2 separate regions of the Gossypium hirsutum genome follow, and region 2 is linked to region 1. The links are chromatin contacts, called in public Hi-C maps. All regions are on one chromosome and are shown on one strand. Each heading gives the region's core, a stretch centred on a gene start, on an enhancer-like site or on the middle of the called end of the contact. The rest is flanking DNA. Distances are from core to core; before and after follow the strand shown. Region 1 holds the start of LOC107951302 (probable pre-mRNA-splicing factor ATP-dependent RNA helicase DEAH2). Region 2 holds the start of LOC107940563 (histone-lysine N-methyltransferase EZA1).

What was found. Hi-C and Micro-C count contacts between places; a contact is called where the count stands out from the background.
Region 2: a Hi-C map of leaf shows a contact between it and region 1, with 1.6 times the contacts expected there. The contact joins the promoter of LOC107940563 here to the promoter of LOC107951302 in region 1. A contact is called at or near these places in 2 of 34 Hi-C or Micro-C datasets (callus and leaf).

Annotation. Positions count from the first base shown.
Region 1 is chrA12:84,456,563-84,459,862 of Gossypium_hirsutum_v2.1, forward strand. LOC107951302 (probable pre-mRNA-splicing factor ATP-dependent RNA helicase DEAH2) reads right to left here and starts at 1,461. Exons shown (of 7, transcript XM_041082908.1): 1 at 1,012-1,461; 2 at 669-871; 3 at 1-568. The coding sequence starts at 1,290.
Region 2 is chrA12:84,694,391-84,697,690 of Gossypium_hirsutum_v2.1, forward strand. It overlaps LOC107940563 (histone-lysine N-methyltransferase EZA1), which reads left to right and starts at 1,684. Exons shown (of 17, transcript XM_016874009.2): 1 at 1,684-1,856; 2 at 2,294-2,395; 3 at 2,609-2,883; 4 at 3,286-3,300. The coding sequence starts at 1,818.

The DNA.
Region 1 (3,300 bases), core at 211-2,710:
AATGTTTGTAGACACCACAATCTTCCTTCCAGGAGGGCCACCCTCCTTCACGGGAGGTGGAGCAGGCTCAAAAATCTTCTGCTGCATTGCTGGTGGAAGAGTTGAATATAGAGGCACTACTTTAACAGGACCTACTTGATCCCCCATGTTTCCTACTTCTTTCGTTATTTTGCGACAGGCATCTTCGATCTCCTCCTCTCCAGTTAGGAAAACAAGTATATCACCAGGAGGTTCACACATGTGTATCTGCACAACAGTCCGTATCGCAGCCTCCAAGTAATCCCTTTCAGGTTCCTGAGTGTAGAATATCTCCACAGGGTGAAGCCTACCTGGAACCTTCATAAGTGGTGCACCATTAAAATAACCCTGAAACTTTTCAGCCTCTAGTGTAGCACTCATAACAACAAGCTTAAGGTCAGGTCGATTCTTTAAAACTTCTTTCAGAAGCCCAAACAGCACATCTGTAGCCAAAGTTCTTTCATGAGCTTCATCGAGAATAATCACTTTATATCTTTCTAAAAGAGGATCTGTCATCGCTTCCCTTAAAAGCATACCATCTGTTAAATACCTGTCATACAACAAAAACAAAATAACCTTAATCGTCTCCTATTCATATCCATTTCTATACCATTAATACCAAATAAAAATCAGTAAAAGTCAAAGCTTACTTCAAAACAGTCCTTGCACTACTGCAATCCTCGAAACGAATACTATAACCCACCTCCTCTCCAATAGTCACATCCATTTCTTCAGCAACACGACGCGAAACAGACATGGCAGCCACTCTTCGAGGCTGGGTACAAGCAATCATCATTTTCCTACGTTTATCCGGAGTTTCTATATCAACGGCGTCCAATACAAACTGAGGAATCTGCATAACACCAAAAAAAAACCCTAAAATGTAACTACCTATATTTTTTTCCTCAAAAACAGAAAGCCCACAACAATTGTTCATAGATAGTAAATCAAATTTCAATTTTTCAAAAACACACAGCTGAAAAAAGTACTAACCTGAGTAGTTTTACCGCTACCGGTTTCACCGACCAAGATAAGGGTTTGATTCGCCCTCAATACTTGCAAAAACTCTTCTTTTTGTTGCCAAACGGGGAGGGTTTTCCTCTTCTCCAAAATATCGTAATACCTTTGAGAATAAGGCCGTCCATTCCACTTGTTGATCGAGCTGTTAGCGTTCGTCTCCGTTAAACCTAAACCGTTCGATTTCGCGATCTTAGCCGATGGCTCGTCCACTACATCAAACAAGCTCACCTTCCTTTTTCTCTCCGTACCCATTCAAAACTCTACAATTTATGAATTTGATTGGGTCGGTTGATTAAGAGCTCCTCTATTAAAAAAAGAGGGGAAATATGAAACCCTAGAAGTGGAAATCAGGTTTGGGTAAAAGAGGGAGGCTAGGGTATTTTGATTCTCGGTTATTTATATTTAATTATTTTAATATTTACGAAAATATCACTACTTGCTTGCTTGACTGCAAAGATAGAAGTAGAACTTTCTAGATTTACTAATTGGTCCCTAGTATTTGATTTATTTACTTACAGACCTACAACTTCGGTTGAGCCCAATTCTCCATATTTTTTATTACGTTGGGCTTTTGAAGACCCCAGTTTGTTTGGATAAAAATGCAATTTTTTGTTTTTTTAGAATCTTCAACCACCCCTCAAACTCAACAAACTCACTATTGTGGTGCTTATGAAACTGTCAATATGGCAGCGGGGGTTACCGCTACTGGAGGGGCCATGTATAAGCAAGAAGGGGATTGGATCTTGGATTTAATCAATATTTAAGGGTTTGCTCTATTTTTTATATTGAGTTTTAGGGTATTCTAGATAGTTTGTTCTTTATTCAGGAAAAATGGTACCAATCCACACAAATAATCTAGAGATAGTCAAAGTCATACAAAATGTTATGAAGGATTCATATGAGACTTAGTAGATAACATTGGAGGATAAAATATAATTTTAGGGAGAGGAACCATGTTGCGGATCACATAGCAATAATAGCCATGACAATGAGTACTGACATGCAAGTGTTTGAAGACATTCATGAAGATCTACTATTTGTTCTTGAAATTGATAGAATTGTTAATTTTCGATTATGATAGTTTAATATAGTTTGTACCTTTTTCGCCTCTCTCTTTTTTTTTTTTTGTGCTTAATGTTGGAAAATTTGAATATGCTTAAATTTGTTGAATTTTTTAATTTTAGGACTAAATTAATAGAATTTGTAAATATTAATGGACTAATTTTATTATTATGCCAATAAAAAAGTCATTGTTAATGATTTACTGGAAGAGTGACTAAAATATTAAATTTCTATAATGTTAGCAACTAAAATAGAAAACTTTAAACCTAAGTAATCAAAATAGAAATATGCTAATAATTGAGTGACTATTTTTATAATTTACCCTAAGTTTTTTTATCAAGTTAGCCTTTTCAAGACCCAAGTTTGCCTGGATCAAAAATTCAATCTTTGTCTTTTTGAGAATTATAAAAGCAAATAGATATTATTACACGTAGGTAAAAGAAAATATTTTACGTTTTAAAATTTATTTAATAATGAAATTAGGTGGATAATAATAATATTATTATTTTCGTACATGTCTTCAATTCTTAGATTTATACTTTTTAGTTCTTTTATTTAAAGATAAAAAAATAATATGAAGCCTATACATGGTGGCAAATTGTTACGCGACACATTTTTGCTGAAACTATAGATTGAAAGTTCTTTCAGTCAGAGTTTTAAACGAAGTACATCAGGGAACTATATTTAGAGAATAGAAAATAAGAATTTATTTTGTTAAAATAAGGAGATCTCTCTGTAGTGGATTAAGAACGGGAATATATGCAACTTAGCAAGTATGCTGTGGAGCTTGTTCCGACTGAAGAAGAAAATTGTAAACGCTTTCTATATGGAATGCGAGATGAGATCATGACTCATTTAGTTGCATTGAAAATTAATGAGTTTGTTGATTTTTCCGAACAGGCAAAAATGGTAGAACAATATTTGGGATTAAGCAAGAAATCTTAACCTTTTCATGTAACAGGAAAATGATTCAAGGGTCCTAGCTCACATTCAGTACCAAAATAAACCAATGAATCTCGTGAACATAGAAAGACAGTTGCAAGATTAGCTACAACAAATAGAATGTGAGATCACCAAGGCACCATTTATGTTGGCAGTGTAAAAGGACCGAATAAACCTCTGAAGCACCGAGTTGTGAACATTGTGGGAAGAAACACTAGGGAAAATACTAGAAATTGACTAAAAGATTTTTTCGATGTG
Region 2 (3,300 bases), core at 434-2,933, 240 kb after region 1:
GTAGTGTAATAAAATGAAAATAAAAACAGATTCGAAAATGTAAAAATAAATTTAAGAAAATAAAATAAATGGATAAATCAAATATTTTTAAGCTTAGCCTTAGCCTCGGTGTACTCCAATCTTGAATCGATCCTTAAAATAGGTTTTCTCTCCCAGGCGATAAGCTAAGCTGGTTATAGGGACTAACAACATCTCAACTACCAACTTTTCCGTTTGTAGTCGTTCCTGATACGACCTGTAAACTGACTCTTGCCAAATTTCTAACTGCAATAAACGTGTTATCAATTTAAAATTTCGACAGCCTTGCGATTTGAAAAGCCTAACTCGAATCAACGGCCTCAACCGCGTGGGTCATTTAAATCTGATCTCTATCTCCCTTGACAAAATCCAATTGGTTTTTTCTACCTAGACACGCCAATTTGTTCGCTGGAATTTGAACACAGTACGGTCGATTCAACTTCCCAACTGTAAGCAAAACAACTCCAACTCAACATGCACTTTTTGAATCGAAGATGAATCAACTTTAAGGGACGAATTTGTACTATCTCATATACTGGAGAGAAAGAAAATATTGTGATGAGAGATTTTTTTGAGTGAATTCGTATCTCACGATTATTTTATTGGAACAATTTTTGAGCTAAAGCTGAAAAAGGTTTAGTTAATTATGACATAATGAAAAGAAAAATAATTGAAATGACATAATGAAAAGTGGCGCAGGTAATGGAAAGAAAAAAAGAAAAGAAATTATTAAAGCCTAAAATCAAGTGTGTAATTAGGTGTAGTCACTAGGTATTTATATTAAAATTTAGTTAGATTTTTTTTTAATATTATTATTAAATAATCCTAAATATTATTAATAAATAATTTTAAATATTATCACTAAATAATTCAAAATTTAAAAATCAAATTTATATTAGATATTAAATTTAAACTAATTATAGAGTTATAATAATATAAAAAATCATTCAATCTTTATCCAATCACTTTTTAAAAAAAATCTTCAACCCTTCAATCTTTATCCAGTCATCTTTTTATATTCAATCTTTTAATCAAGCCCTCCTCTTTGCTTTTTGTTTTAATTTAGCCCTTTTCTGTAAGAGTTTGAATTCAGCAGACCAACTTCATTCCTGATAAGAAAAATCTAAATTTAATAGTATTTTATCTGATAATTAGCCAAGAATAAATATTTTAAAAATATGAATTTATTTTGCTATCATGCACTAACACATTAAAAAATACATTACAAAATATTTATATTAAAAACACTATTATAAATATAATAAATATTTTATTATATTAAAATATACAAATAAATATAATAAATGTTTTATTGTATTAAATATAAATTTTAAAATTTTATATTTTGGGTTGGATTATTTAGTTGAGTAAATTTTTTTTAATATTTTGAATAATAAATTTAATTATTATTAAGTTAGTGATTTAATAGAAGGCACCAAAATTTGTTTTCTTCCATACACTTGTTTCGTTAAAAAAACACACATTTCGTACAGACAGGTATGTAATTTGGGCCTTCACTTAAAGCCCATTGCGTAAGCCAGCTAAAATTTCTGAAGGCGAAATTTATATGTAACAAAATAAATATAAAAATGAGAAAGAAAAATAAATGCTTTGGGCCCGTGTGAAAAAACTAAAAAATTGAGTCCCCCAACAGTAAAGGCCACGTAACAACAGTTCAAACGTGTCAGGCCCTTTACTGTGCTTCTTTACTTTTTTTATTATTTTCTTCCAGATTCTTTTTCACTCTGGTTTTATGACTCGGAGTCGCAGAGAAAACAAAGCACCAAATTCAGCCAACAATGGTCTCTAAAGGGAGCGACTCTTCCACTAAATCTAAAGTTAGGATTTCTCTCCTTATCCTTTTGATCTTCAATTTTTCCCTTTTGATTTCTTCTTTTTGTATTCAATCTTTATTACTAATCGTAAAAAAGTAGTTATCAGTCGCTTAAATTCACTGTATCATTTAAACATAAAATTTAAAATGATTTTTCAAAATATTATTTTGATTTTTAGTTTGTAATTGATCACATAGACTTGAAATTCCACTGAATATTATTCGCCAATGGTTTTGTGTGGAGGCTGAGGTTTCTCTCAATTCCATCGCCGTTCACTGCAGCTTATACTCTGTTTGGCTGCTAATGAATTATTTAGAAACAGAAAACGGAAAGGAAAAAAAATGGAATTGAGTTTTCTTTTTTCTTTTTTTTTTAAAAAATCCGTTTTAGCTTAATTATCAATGTCTTGATTTTATTGCTATTATTTGTTGATATGGCAGAAATCACTTGGAGACTGCTCTAGTGGTGGAGTAGGAAACTTGACACATAAGTTAAATCAGCTTAAAAGGCAAATTCAAGCGGAGAGAATTGCTTCGATTAAGGTAGATTAGTTATGTTAGTCGCTTATGAATTTCACTTTTTAAATTATTGCTACATTATTTATTTGTCCTTGAATTTCACTAGCGTCGTCAATTCAGTGTGAATTTGATAAGAAACTATTACTACTGTATTCAGCTTGTCTAAATTGAATTGATTTGCGCTCCAACCTGCTAGAGATGCAAATAAATTATATTTATATTGGGTGGTGTGCACAGGAAAAAGTCGAGAAGAACAGAAAGAAGCTCGAGAGTCATATTTCAGAGATTTTGTCAGCTACATCAAGTAGAAGCGTTCTGTGTGTGGAGGAGAATGGATTTGGTAAAATGCTTTCTTCAAGAATCCTAATTCCTCTATTTAAGTATGCTGGATTTGCGCAAGGGTCAGGAGATAGAGACTATTCTAATGGTCACGAAGTTGTATCTTCAACAAGTGTCAAGCTTCCGAACGTTGAAAAGTTGCCACCATATACGACATGGATTTTTCTGGACAAGTAAGTTGGATTAATTTATTAGTTTGCCTAATTTTGAGTATTCTATTCTGTCTGTTTAGGTACACAATACTTCTGCTTTGAATCAGTATGCCACTAGAGACTTAAGCCATTAAGTCATGGGTTAGCCGTGCTACTTAAGTCATCTCCGGTGAGGGTTATAATTTGGGGGGGGATTTCATGAAAGGGCTTGATAACATGTTGAACACCAAGATTAAGCCATTTGGAAAAATTAGCCATGTTATTAAGCCCTCAAGGTTTTGTTACTGATATTTAGTTCGAAGTTGGAGATTTCAGCAGCACAAGCATCCACACATGAATCTACCATTGTTCCTCGGGTCATCTTGTTTCCCATGAGATTTTATTTTTGCTTGTCTTATCTTAAATATGCATCATTCAGCACAGAAATCAGAGAATGGC